Regions from separate parts of the Mus musculus genome. Here region 2 is linked to region 1. Evidence: chromatin contacts called from public HiChIP or PLAC-seq data. All regions are on one chromosome and are shown on one strand. The core of a region is the stretch at or near the end of the contact, and the rest is flanking DNA. Distances in the headings are between cores, read along the strand shown. Region 1 holds the start of Ribc2 (RIB43A domain with coiled-coils 2). Region 2 overlaps Wnt7b (wingless-type MMTV integration site family, member 7B).

Region 1 (5,115 bases), core at 889-3,388:
GCAAGTCTCAGAAATCTTGTCTGGTCACTGTTCAAAATTGATGTGATTAAAAGTCCAAGTAGGTGGTCTGTTTCTTTCATGTAGCTGGGGCAGAGTGGTATGAATGTAAGGATATAAATACATGAATCAAAAATGAATTAATGAATGTAAGGATATAAATACATGAATCAAAAATGAATTAAGTGAATAAAATTAAAACAAACATGAATCTCAGCACTCTCCCATTACTGGATATCACACTAGAGCAAACCATTTAACAACTCTATTTTAGTAATTCCCATTTTATAGAGAAATGATCGCATAAACATTTCAACAGCACACTATACCTCTATACTTAAAAAATTGAAAACGCTAAATGAATCTACAATCTTCTAAAGAATAAGACTGCTAGAATCTTCAGGATTTTTATACTTGGATCAGGGCAAGGGTTCTACAATTTCTTGGTAATAATGGCTCATGGTGCTTAAACTTGGCAAGGCATGACTAGAATTAAATATGTGCTTCCTTCCAGGAGTCTGGAATTTTGGCATGTGCCATCTCCCTGTGCACTGAGTCCATGAGACCTTTGATAGGTGATATTTCAACATGAGAACATACTGCTGAAGGAATTTATCTTTTCCCACTGCTGAGTTTGCTTTGGACTTCTCAACTGTAATGCATAATCACCCCCGAGTAAACAATATGTCAAACACTGAAGGATCTCCTAGCAAATCATTAAACCACAAGGAGATCTTCACCCAATGAGATCTTCACCCAGTGGTAGATTTGCTATATAAGGAATATTAAAGATGAGTCTGTTCTATCAAAACTATAAAACTTTTAAGTGCTCAGACTGCAGACATCTGCAGTGACTGATTTAGGAAAACTATTCTAGAAATTATCGTTGGGGCTCTAAAATTCCCTTTAATTCTTCCTATTAACTATGCTCGGGTTACAAGTGTTTTGTTTTGTTCCAACAAAGGCCAAATCCATTTCATTCTTAGTACTTGCGGTTGTTGGGCTGAGATGGGGGTTGGGGACGGAGATGGGACTACAGGGAAGGAAGGCAGGGGAAGGATGAGAACAGCCAGCAAGGGTTGGTGGCCCAGGATTCGGGGCTCTTGGGTCTAGTCCATTGGGAAACACTGAAACCTCAGGCCAGTGGTCTCCTGGGTCCCATTCTGGTCTACAGTGGGTAAAGGGGAGAGGGGGGTGGGTTTGATGGTGGGTTCTCGTCCCCCAACAACGGGGGGGGGGGCGGTTCAGAGGTCCCTGGATCCCCTCAGATAGGGAGGTGGGGGAGGGTTACAGATAGATGAGCTGGGCTGCCGAAGGGGCTTGGTTCCTTCAGACCAACGGGGGGGGGGGGGGGGGCGTGGGTCCCCTCAGGCCTACAGCAGTCAACAGCAGGGGACTGGGGTGGCTCCATCCCCTCAGGCCAACCAAGGATGGGGTGGGGGATTCAAGGTGACAGCCGGTCCTTGGGTTCCCTTGGGCCTACAGCCGTCAACAGTGGAGTCGGGGCAACAGCGTGGGGGTTGGGGGGGGGCCCTGGGGTGCCTCCGTCTCCTCAGGCCAGCAATGGGCAATGGCTGACCCTGGCTTTCCTCAGGCCAACAGTGAGGGCCCTTGGTCTAACATGGGACCCTGGGTGCCCTAAGGTCTACAGGGGTCCTGGGTCCCCTCGGGACTACAACAGTCACAACGGAGTTGGGGTTTGTGGTTTCGGTCCCGGCAGACCCACAGGAGGCGACAACGGGGGCTGGGGGGTGGCTCGGTCCCCTCAGGTTAACAAGAGCCGAGAGTGGGTCCCTGGGTCCCCTCGGGTCTACAGCGGGCGACAGCGGCCCGTGGATCCCGAGGCCGTGGATTTCTGGGGCGCTGGTTACCGGAGCCGTTGGGGCCAATGATGCAGGTGAACCTCTTGAAAGGGCCGATGACCTGGCGGCCTCGCCACGACTTGAAATTCTCCACGAGCAGCAGCTCAAGGTGCCCCATGGCTGCGCGCCGTGCCTCAGCCGCTTCCTCGTGCTCCCGTGAGGAAAAAAAAAAAAAAAGCGCGGGAAGAAATTCTTTTCGAAGTCTCGCGAGACTGGCGCGGGGGAAGGAGAGCGAGCGAGGCGCCGTTGCTTAGCAACGGAGGTTGGCGTTGCCCGGGGAATTGGATCCCTGCTCCGCTGCGGAAAGCGGACCGCCGGGACAGACTTGCTCTCAAACTTTTGTGGGCGCTGCTTCTCGGCGCTGTAGCTTTGCTTATTTCTGTGGGCTTTTCTTGCCGTGTTTTTTTTTTCCGGATAGCTCCTGAAGCCCAGCCGAGTCCCAGAGCCATGGAGGTAGCGATGTCTAAGGACCTACAACAGGAGGCCAACCTAGCCAAGAAGCGGTACATTGACCTGTGCAGGCAGGGACGGATCTTCGACGCCAGGAACAGGATCATTGGGGTGAGGCACTAGGGACGGGACAGAGAGGAGCCAAGACTTTATATGGAAGCAAAGTTTGGCTGTCTAGATTTGGAAATCCTTACCTTACCAGCAGGAGCCAGTTCTGGGAGCGAGGCATTTGCTTCCTTGCAGGTGACAAATGCTCTGGCTAGCTTGAGTAAGGTCCAGGAGGTGGGTGACCTTGCAGTAGTGAAATAGGCAGACTTTAAAACACAGAAAATGTGGTGGGATCTACACCAGCACTGACTGGAGCCTGGAGGGGAAATCAGAGAGGGCTTCACAGAGTAGTGGTACTTAAACAATGTTGGGAGTGTGTGTATATAGGAAATGAAGGAAGCTCTGGTGACAGCTGACAGCGCAGGCAGAAGACCCAGCCATAAGCAAAGGCTTCCACGTATGGGAAGGGAACCTTTAATGCTGTGGCCAGATGAGAGGGTTCGTGGCCTACTGAATAATGCTAGCTGGCTCTAACCCCTCTTCCCTTGTCCATTCCTAGGGAGACACACAAGCCTGGGATTTTCAAGTCCGTGACCAGAAGATAAAAGAAATAACTGACAAAGCTAGGCATGAAGCCTTTGGTGAGCACTTCTAAAATGCCCAGCTATTTCTTACGGCCTCTAAAATATCAGCTATCTCTTAGGGCCTCATGTCTTCCTCTTACAGCTGAGAAGAACAGACACACACACACACACACACACACACACACACACACACACGTATGAGCACATACACAGAGTTGTTCTTATGGCCTTTTTGTGCTCAGTTAGCTTAATAAGCATATTCTTCCTCTCAAGAAGAAGCAGTTATCGCAGTTACTGGTTTGGTTTTTGGTTTTTTGAGACAGGGTTTCTCTGTGCAGCCCTGGCTGTCCTGGAACTCACTCTGTAGACCAGGCTGGCCTCGAACTCAGAAATCCGCCTGCCTCTGCCTCCCAGGTGCTGGGATTAAAGACATGCGCCACCACTGCCCGGCAGCTTGAATTTTTAATGTACATCTTAGGAGATACATCTTTAAAATATTAGCATCGTTTTGTGTTTTCTTTAAAAAATTTCTTTCTCTCTAAAAAGGAAAGACTTTAAATACATACGTACACATTCTCTGCTTCAAAACTCAAGGCCGACCTTCTACAGAGGACAGCTGTTGGTATCAAGTGACACTTGTGTGCTGGAGCATGCGTGAATGCACACACATGCACGCATACATGCATAATACGCACACGTACACACGCGCTGGCACACAGACACAGACACACGCACACACGTGTGCTCACACGCACAAGCACGCACTCGCACACAGAGTTATCATCTCCACCATCTTTCTTTTAACATTTCCCACTTTGCTGTGCTCAGTTAACTGGATGAGTGTGTTCTTCCTGCCAAGAAAAAGCAGCGTTGAGTGGGAAGTTCTGAGCCACCCGGGGATTTACGTGGTTCAAGTCGCGTTCTAGGTCCTCGATCAGAATTTCAAACACAATCCACTTTTCCTTTCTTGGTTAGCAATTTCACAAGCGATTGAACATTTGTTTGTTTGTTTGTTTGTTTGTTTGTTTTATTAAATACCACAGGGGTTTGTAAATTTGTAAAAGGTGGACATATAAAATTTTAGAGGCGAATGGACTACCAACCTAAGTCTTAGAACATGGTCAGGAAAAGACAAAAATCTGTTGTCTGTGTGATTGTTGGAGGAGTTGGATTATGAGGGAAGTTGCTTTTCTTTTTTTATACTATTATACATTTTCCAAACTTTTCAGTCTTATTTACTTTTATTTATAAAGTAACTCAAACTTATAACACCAATGGTACAGACACCTGCAGCTACCACCAGGTCCGATATCAACATTTGCCATGTTGGCCTCTAGTTTTTTTCCTCTAAGAGTTTGTTCTGAGAACTGTATTGTATATAGCACAAGTGCCCCCCCATTATTATCCCCCACCCCACTTTTTGTTTTGTTTTGTTTTGTTTTGTTTTGTTTTGTTTGAGACAGGGTTTCTCTGTATAGCCCTGGCTGTCCTGGAACTCACTTTGTAGACCAGACTGGCCTCGAACTCAGAAAGACGCCTGCCTCGAGTGCTGGGATTAAAGGCGTGTGCCATCATGCCCGGCACCCCCCACTTTTTTCTTCTATAGAAGTGTGCATTTCCAATGTGTTTATACTTGTACTATCTATATAACCATAATAATATGAACTTGCTTTTGTGTGTCTTTGTGTCTATATGGTGTGTGTGTGTGGTGTGAACATTTGTGTATGCAGGTAGCACAGAAGGCACATAGACCAGGCTGACTTCTGCCTCCCACATTCTGACATTCTGGGATTGAGATTTTTAAATATATATATATATAATATATATATTATATATATGCTAATACTGCTGCAGTGACTGTCCAATGTTATGTCCCTTGTGTACATGTGAGAGGGACACTGGAGTGGATGGGTGGGTCAGATTGCTTTATTAGAAGTGTGTAAAGTTATGCTTCACTAAGCAGTATGTGGGACAATCCCAGCCTCATTCCTCACATCATTACTTCTGCAGCCTTTGGCAACATTTTAAGCATTCTTCCTGAAGTTCATTCAGTGTGCCCCACGAAAGGTTAATATTACTTTGTCAGTGTGTTGCCCACTTGGGTTTCTTTACAGTGCTGAGCCTTGTCCTGGCCTGTGCTTGTTTTTCAGTTGGTTTTCCTGTGTATTTAAGAT
Region 2 (5,115 bases), core at 1,186-3,685, 440 kb after region 1:
CCCACCCAGAGGAAGCCTCCAGCCACCTCGAAATCCACGGATATGCCCTAAGGTGATCACAAAACCAAGCCTCTGCACCCCCTGCTCTTCCCTTTAAATCTCTACCCACAGAGCAAACAGGCCCCTAAGAGCAGTGACCTCTGCCTGGCTTTTCTCTGGGCGGAGCCCTTTCCGCACGGGACCAGGCTGCCCCCAGGCTGCTGGGCTGGAACAAACACATGTGTGGAGAGTCACAGAATGCAAAGACAAGCACGGGACCCAAAGACAGTTTAGAACTGGAACTGAGACCATCCGGACCTGGAGAAAAACATGAAGCATCCTCTCTGGAAAGCAGGACCTTTAAAAAACAAAACAAAACAAAACAAAACAAAAAACAAAAAAACCTTCCCTGGGGCAGGCCCCTTAGCCCTCTGGTGCCACCACCCTTAAACTGCTCCAGCTCCTGCCTGGCCTAGCCCAGAGCTCAGTCTACACTGCACTGGCCCTGTCCCACCCCAGGGCCTTTCCCAGCCCTCCCAGCTGCAGCTGAAGCCTCTTGAACATCTTTCTTTGCTGCATTCTACCTACCCCGGATTAGGCCTCGCTCTTCTCGCTCCTGCTGTGCTGGACTTTCAGATCTGCTCCCTCTGCAGACAGACACATCTCCTCACAGGTATCGACCTCTCAGCCAGCTCGGAGCCCTTGGACTTCAGTGTGGGACCCCTGTCCTCTCCAAAGGCTCTGCCTTTTTGCCTGATGCTGACTCCCCAGGGCAAGGATTTCCCACCATTGCAATGTAACCAAGGTCACTAGGTCTCCTGTCCCAGTTCCCATTCTGGAAAGTAGGGTCAGGCTACTCTAAGCTTCCCTCTGGGCCCCCCAGCCTTGGCCCAGACAGCTACCCAGCTGCCCAGCAACTCCAGCCCACACTCCTGGCCCAGGGTGCTTTGTAATTCTTCCTTCTTGGGCATCCTCCGGTAAAATATTTGAAGAATGTTCTAATTATCTATGATCGGCCAGGAAGGCGGGCCTGGGTCCACTCATCCAGGAAGTAACCCAGCAAATCCCCCGGAGGGTGGGCTGAGCTCTCCCTCCGGTGGGCAGGTGTGTCCGGGACTTTTCCAGGCACTGAGGGGCCCAGGCGCTCTTCCCAGGCTCTGGATCACTCTTAGGGTGGGGGTGGGCGGTTGGTTGGGAGCCAGCACTAGAGGAACCTCGATGTTCTTGCCAGGTAAGTGGGGTTGGGAATGTCTCCGCAGTGCAGATTGGCCTGAGCCCCCAGATCAGAGTTCCCACCCACTCACACACCCACACACACACAGAGACATTAGCTACAATCTGAATTTGATTAGACTGACCAAGGAGAGCTCACCTAGGCCAGAACTGAGCACAGCAGGTCCCTTTGGCAGGTCTGTGGAACAGAACTGGTCAGGGCGGAACACAGCAGGTGCCAAGGCCCCTGCCCTCAGGCTACCTGTCTTCCCTCTGGTCCTCCTTCAGTCTTCCTCTGCTGGCTGGTAACCCCAGCTCAGAAACCTGGGCAGAGCATGTAGCTCCAAGCTGTGTTTTGTTCCTTGGCCCTTCTCCCTTCCCTCCTTCCCTTCTCCCCTCCTCTACTCTCTTCTTTGCCTTTTCTTTCTTTCAGGGTCTCATGTAGCCCAGGCTAACCTCAAAAGCACTAAGAAGTCAAGAATAACCATGAGCTTCCGATCCTCCTGCTTCTACCTCAAAGTGCTGGCACTGCAGCACCACCCCAATAGTGAGTACCTGGACCCAGGTGAGGCCCTGGAGGGAGTAGCAGAGGGGGCAGGTCCAGCCTGGCCATCCAACTAGCCCTTTAGCGTGCCCTGGCACATGGTCTACACCCATCGCCACAGTGCTGAAAGAGCATACACTTAGTTCAGCTTCCTGCTTGTTCTACTCATCCCTATAGCAGTTTCTGGGGTTGGACCTTGAAGCCTAAATGTACAGAGGGGAAAACAGACTGAGAGAGAGACCCAGAAGGAGGCAGTCAGGGGTTGCAGATGGCTGAGGGTGGGCAACTCTAGGCCTCTTCTTGGGAATTCATACACCTCCAAAACCCCTCCCTGGCCTGCTTGGGCCTCAGTTTCCCATTTGAATATCAAGGGGGCTGAGACGAAAGTCAGGGTACCTGTGGCTAGACCCCCCTCCCCCAAAGAGGGTCTTCGTGGCTGTGGAAACTAGGTTCCAGTTCTGCTAAGTCTCTGACTCTTTCTGACCCATCTGGGCCTTAGTCTACCCATCTGTCAGTAGTGGGGGACAGAGTCTGCCCATGGTTGGCAGTCCCTCCCCTCCAGCTTGGGCCCCACTTGCTCCTATCTTTCCAAGCCACTGCTCCCCTCAGCTGCTCCTGGTGTTCCCAGGCAAGAGAGTAGAGATTCTGCTAAGGGCTTTCCCACCCTTCCACATAGCTAACATTCCAGCCAGGCATCCCAGGACCCCACCCTGGAGAGAAAGAAGGCAGTCTGGGAGAAGCGGGGTGGTGAGCAGGAAGCCTGTGTAGGTTGGGGTGGTTGAAGATGGGAAAGCCACGCCCACCCAGTGGCACATGGCGACATGGGCAAAGAGCTTAAGGGGGCTAATGGGTTCACTGAGTCCTCATGGGGGTCACTGTCATTTCACTGACTGACCTCTGACTTCAGAAACTTCAGGGCCTTTCCTGGCACGCAGGGCCCAACATAACATACCAAGTCCTGGCCTTAATGGATCAGGTCTTTGCCCTCAGAAGGGTACCCTGTCTCTCCAGCAGTCAGATGGGACTCCTGGGTCCACTGTGCCTCCACCTCCAAGAAGCCTGTCTGACCCTGCTCAGTTCTCACTTTGAAAACACCGTGTGTGTGTGTGTGTGTGTGTGTGTGTGTGTGTGTGTGTGTGTGTGCCAGGCCCAGCACAGAGGCTGAGGTGGCTCCCCTGGCCCATACTCTTTGCTTCCTACAGTACAAATGGAGACAGCCACATTCAGAGATGCCAGGGCCCCCCCGAGGCTGTGAGGCTGGCTGAAGCCCAACTGGTGCTGAGACCCCCCCATAAGCCCAGCATGGCACTTGCTTTAAAACCTATGTGATACAAGGTGCCCTGAAGGCATGGCTGGCCAAGACACCAACCTGAGACATAGGGACAGAAGGACAGGTGGGTGTAAACGGTGGGAGGGAGTTGGCAGGCCCCACTGGCCTACCGCCAGTTTGGGAGTCTAAACACTGGATGGCTGAGCCAGCACTTCCTGGGATACTGAGTATGTTCTGAGCTGTGAGTCTGGGGACCAAGTCCCACACATGGAGGACAGCAAGTCACCATCTCTCTACAGACAGACCTCAAGGCAGGGCTGAGTTCTTATGCAGAATCAGGTGGGAGACAGAGCCTAGAGAGGGTGGGGCCTGCCTGACCACACAGCAAGCACCCAGGGCAGTGTGAGCCTCAGCCAGGAGCCTGCCCATTCCTGACATCTTTTGTCATCACAGCTGGGGCCTGTCTGAGTCAGAAGCCCCCTGGGGACTGTACCATGATCCCTCACCTTAGGATGTTCCCCATGACCTTGATGGCTTCCCCAGTCAGCAGCCTCAGAATGAATGCCCTGGGAAGGGGGCCACTCAATCCCAGTGGCTAGCCTGGCTAGCAGCCCATTATTCCCATTTTCCAGAGGATGCTCAAAGAAGGGCTGTGTTTGGTCCAAGGCTGAATAGTAGCTTGGCAGCAATAAAACCAAAGGCTTTGTCTCTGCCTCCTTGATACCTTCCCGCTGCAGCTGTGGCTACCCTGTTCCTTCCTGCTACAGGAGTCCCCGCATTGGAAGGCACAGGCGAAGAGGGGTCTGGCCTTGTAGCCCTGACTACACACCCTGTCCCATTGCTCTGTCTGTGTGTGTGTGGGGGGGGGGGAGGTGTCCAGAAAGCATCACTGACCTACAAGCCGCCAACCTATGTTGCCTCTGGAGCAGGGCTATCACACACACACACAAAAGGACTTCCCTCAGGTGGAGTCATTGTCACATACTCTACCACAACCATGCCAGGAAGGAAACGCAGAACCTCAGGCATGGCCGCCACAGGCGCCACAGCCTGAAGGGAAGGAAGCTGTCCAGCTCTATCTATCCTGTACCTCACCCTCTGCAAGAGGACAGACATCTAAGCACTATTCTTCCTGAGCATTTTCAGGGCTGTGTCCCTGGAGTCCCTCATGCTATGCATCTCTGTCCCAGAGCTGTGACAGGGTAAATAGCAGCTAGAATTGTGAGCCCCTGGCAAGCACTCTCTCTACACCACCTGCCTGCCCAACCAACCTCAGGCTCGCTCATTTTGCACAGTGCTTTGGCCATGGTACATTCAAGCCCATCCAAAGGTTCAAAAGGTCACCCCGAGAAGCTGGCAGGCTTAATCTGGTGCTCCACCCTGTGGCAGGGTCACCAAAGGGAATGTCAGCCCTGCTTGGTCCACAAGAAGGCCACTCCAGCACTCCGGTCTACTGGAACATTACGGTGGCTTAGATTCATCCTTTCCCCACAGGCCAACCTGGTCTACCTGACCACAGAAACACAGAGATAGCAGGTTGACAAATCTGGCTCCTGGGGAGGGTCAGCTCTTGGAAAGTCCCAGCACTTCCTGCTAGAGGTGAACCTCCCAGAAGGTGTTCAGACTCAGCCCAGCCCTCAGTCTCTGCCTCAACCTCAGACTGATAGAGGTGACTTCTGAAGCATCTCGGGTCACCCTACTCCGGAAAACCTTCCCTGGGTCATCCTTACTAACAGGAGGTCAGGGTCTCCGCTATGGGAGCTGCAGGGTTCTGTGTGAACTTGGAAGAAGGTGGGCAGGAAAGGCTGAGGTAAATTAAAGGAGTGTGAAGAGTCAAGTGAACGCAGTAGGAATTGCCAGAAGGGCTCTAGAGCCACGCCCAGATGGAAAACCAAGATCTCAAGTAGCCAAGGATACCTCAAGTCCATGCCCAGCCGCACCCAAGAGTATATCATGACGAACACACTGAACCTCCATACAGGTCACAAGGTGGCTGGCCAGACCTACCTACCTACCTATCTACCTACCTTTCTCCCTGTTAAAGCTGGCCTCAGAGCTGTTAGAGCAGTGCCAAGCCAGGCAGCGACATCTACATCCTACAAGAGCATCA

The links. HiChIP or PLAC-seq counts read pairs in DNA pulled down with a chosen protein or histone mark.
Region 2: an H3K4me3 HiChIP or PLAC-seq map of embryonic stem cells shows a contact between it and region 1, with 13 read pairs. The contact joins the enhancer-like site here to the promoter of Ribc2 in region 1. A contact is called at or near these places in 13 of 39 promoter capture datasets (the 3T3-L1 cell line, 3T3-L1-derived adipocytes, the C10 cell line and 8 more), 5 of 484 Hi-C or Micro-C datasets (the AtT-20 cell line, the C3H10T1/2 cell line, embryonic retina and 2 more), 9 of 115 datasets of contacts at active chromatin or transcription factors (astrocytes, craniofacial prominence, embryonic basal ganglia and 6 more) and 1 of 9 other capture datasets (adipose tissue).

What each region holds. Positions count from the first base shown.
Region 1 is chr15:85,129,961-85,135,075 of GRCm38.p6, forward strand. Ribc2 (RIB43A domain with coiled-coils 2) reads left to right here and starts at 2,139. Exons shown (of 7, transcript NM_026357.2): 1 at 2,139-2,420; 2 at 2,917-2,998. The coding sequence starts at 2,307. It overlaps Smc1b (structural maintenance of chromosomes 1B), which reads right to left and starts at 1,997. Exons shown (of 25, transcript NM_080470.1): 1 at 1,869-1,997. The coding sequence starts at 1,977.
Region 2 is chr15:85,566,171-85,571,285 of GRCm38.p6, forward strand. The region is part of intron 1 of Wnt7b (wingless-type MMTV integration site family, member 7B); the gene reads right to left. Among named protein-coding and RNA genes, the nearest start is that of AU022754, 12 kb to the right of the region's middle. Within about 2 kb of position 2,436, at least 54 of the 459 cell types and tissues checked have an H3K27ac peak or open chromatin away from gene starts, as enhancers often do. A contact at or near this core is called in embryonic stem cells and neural stem cells, where this site is marked.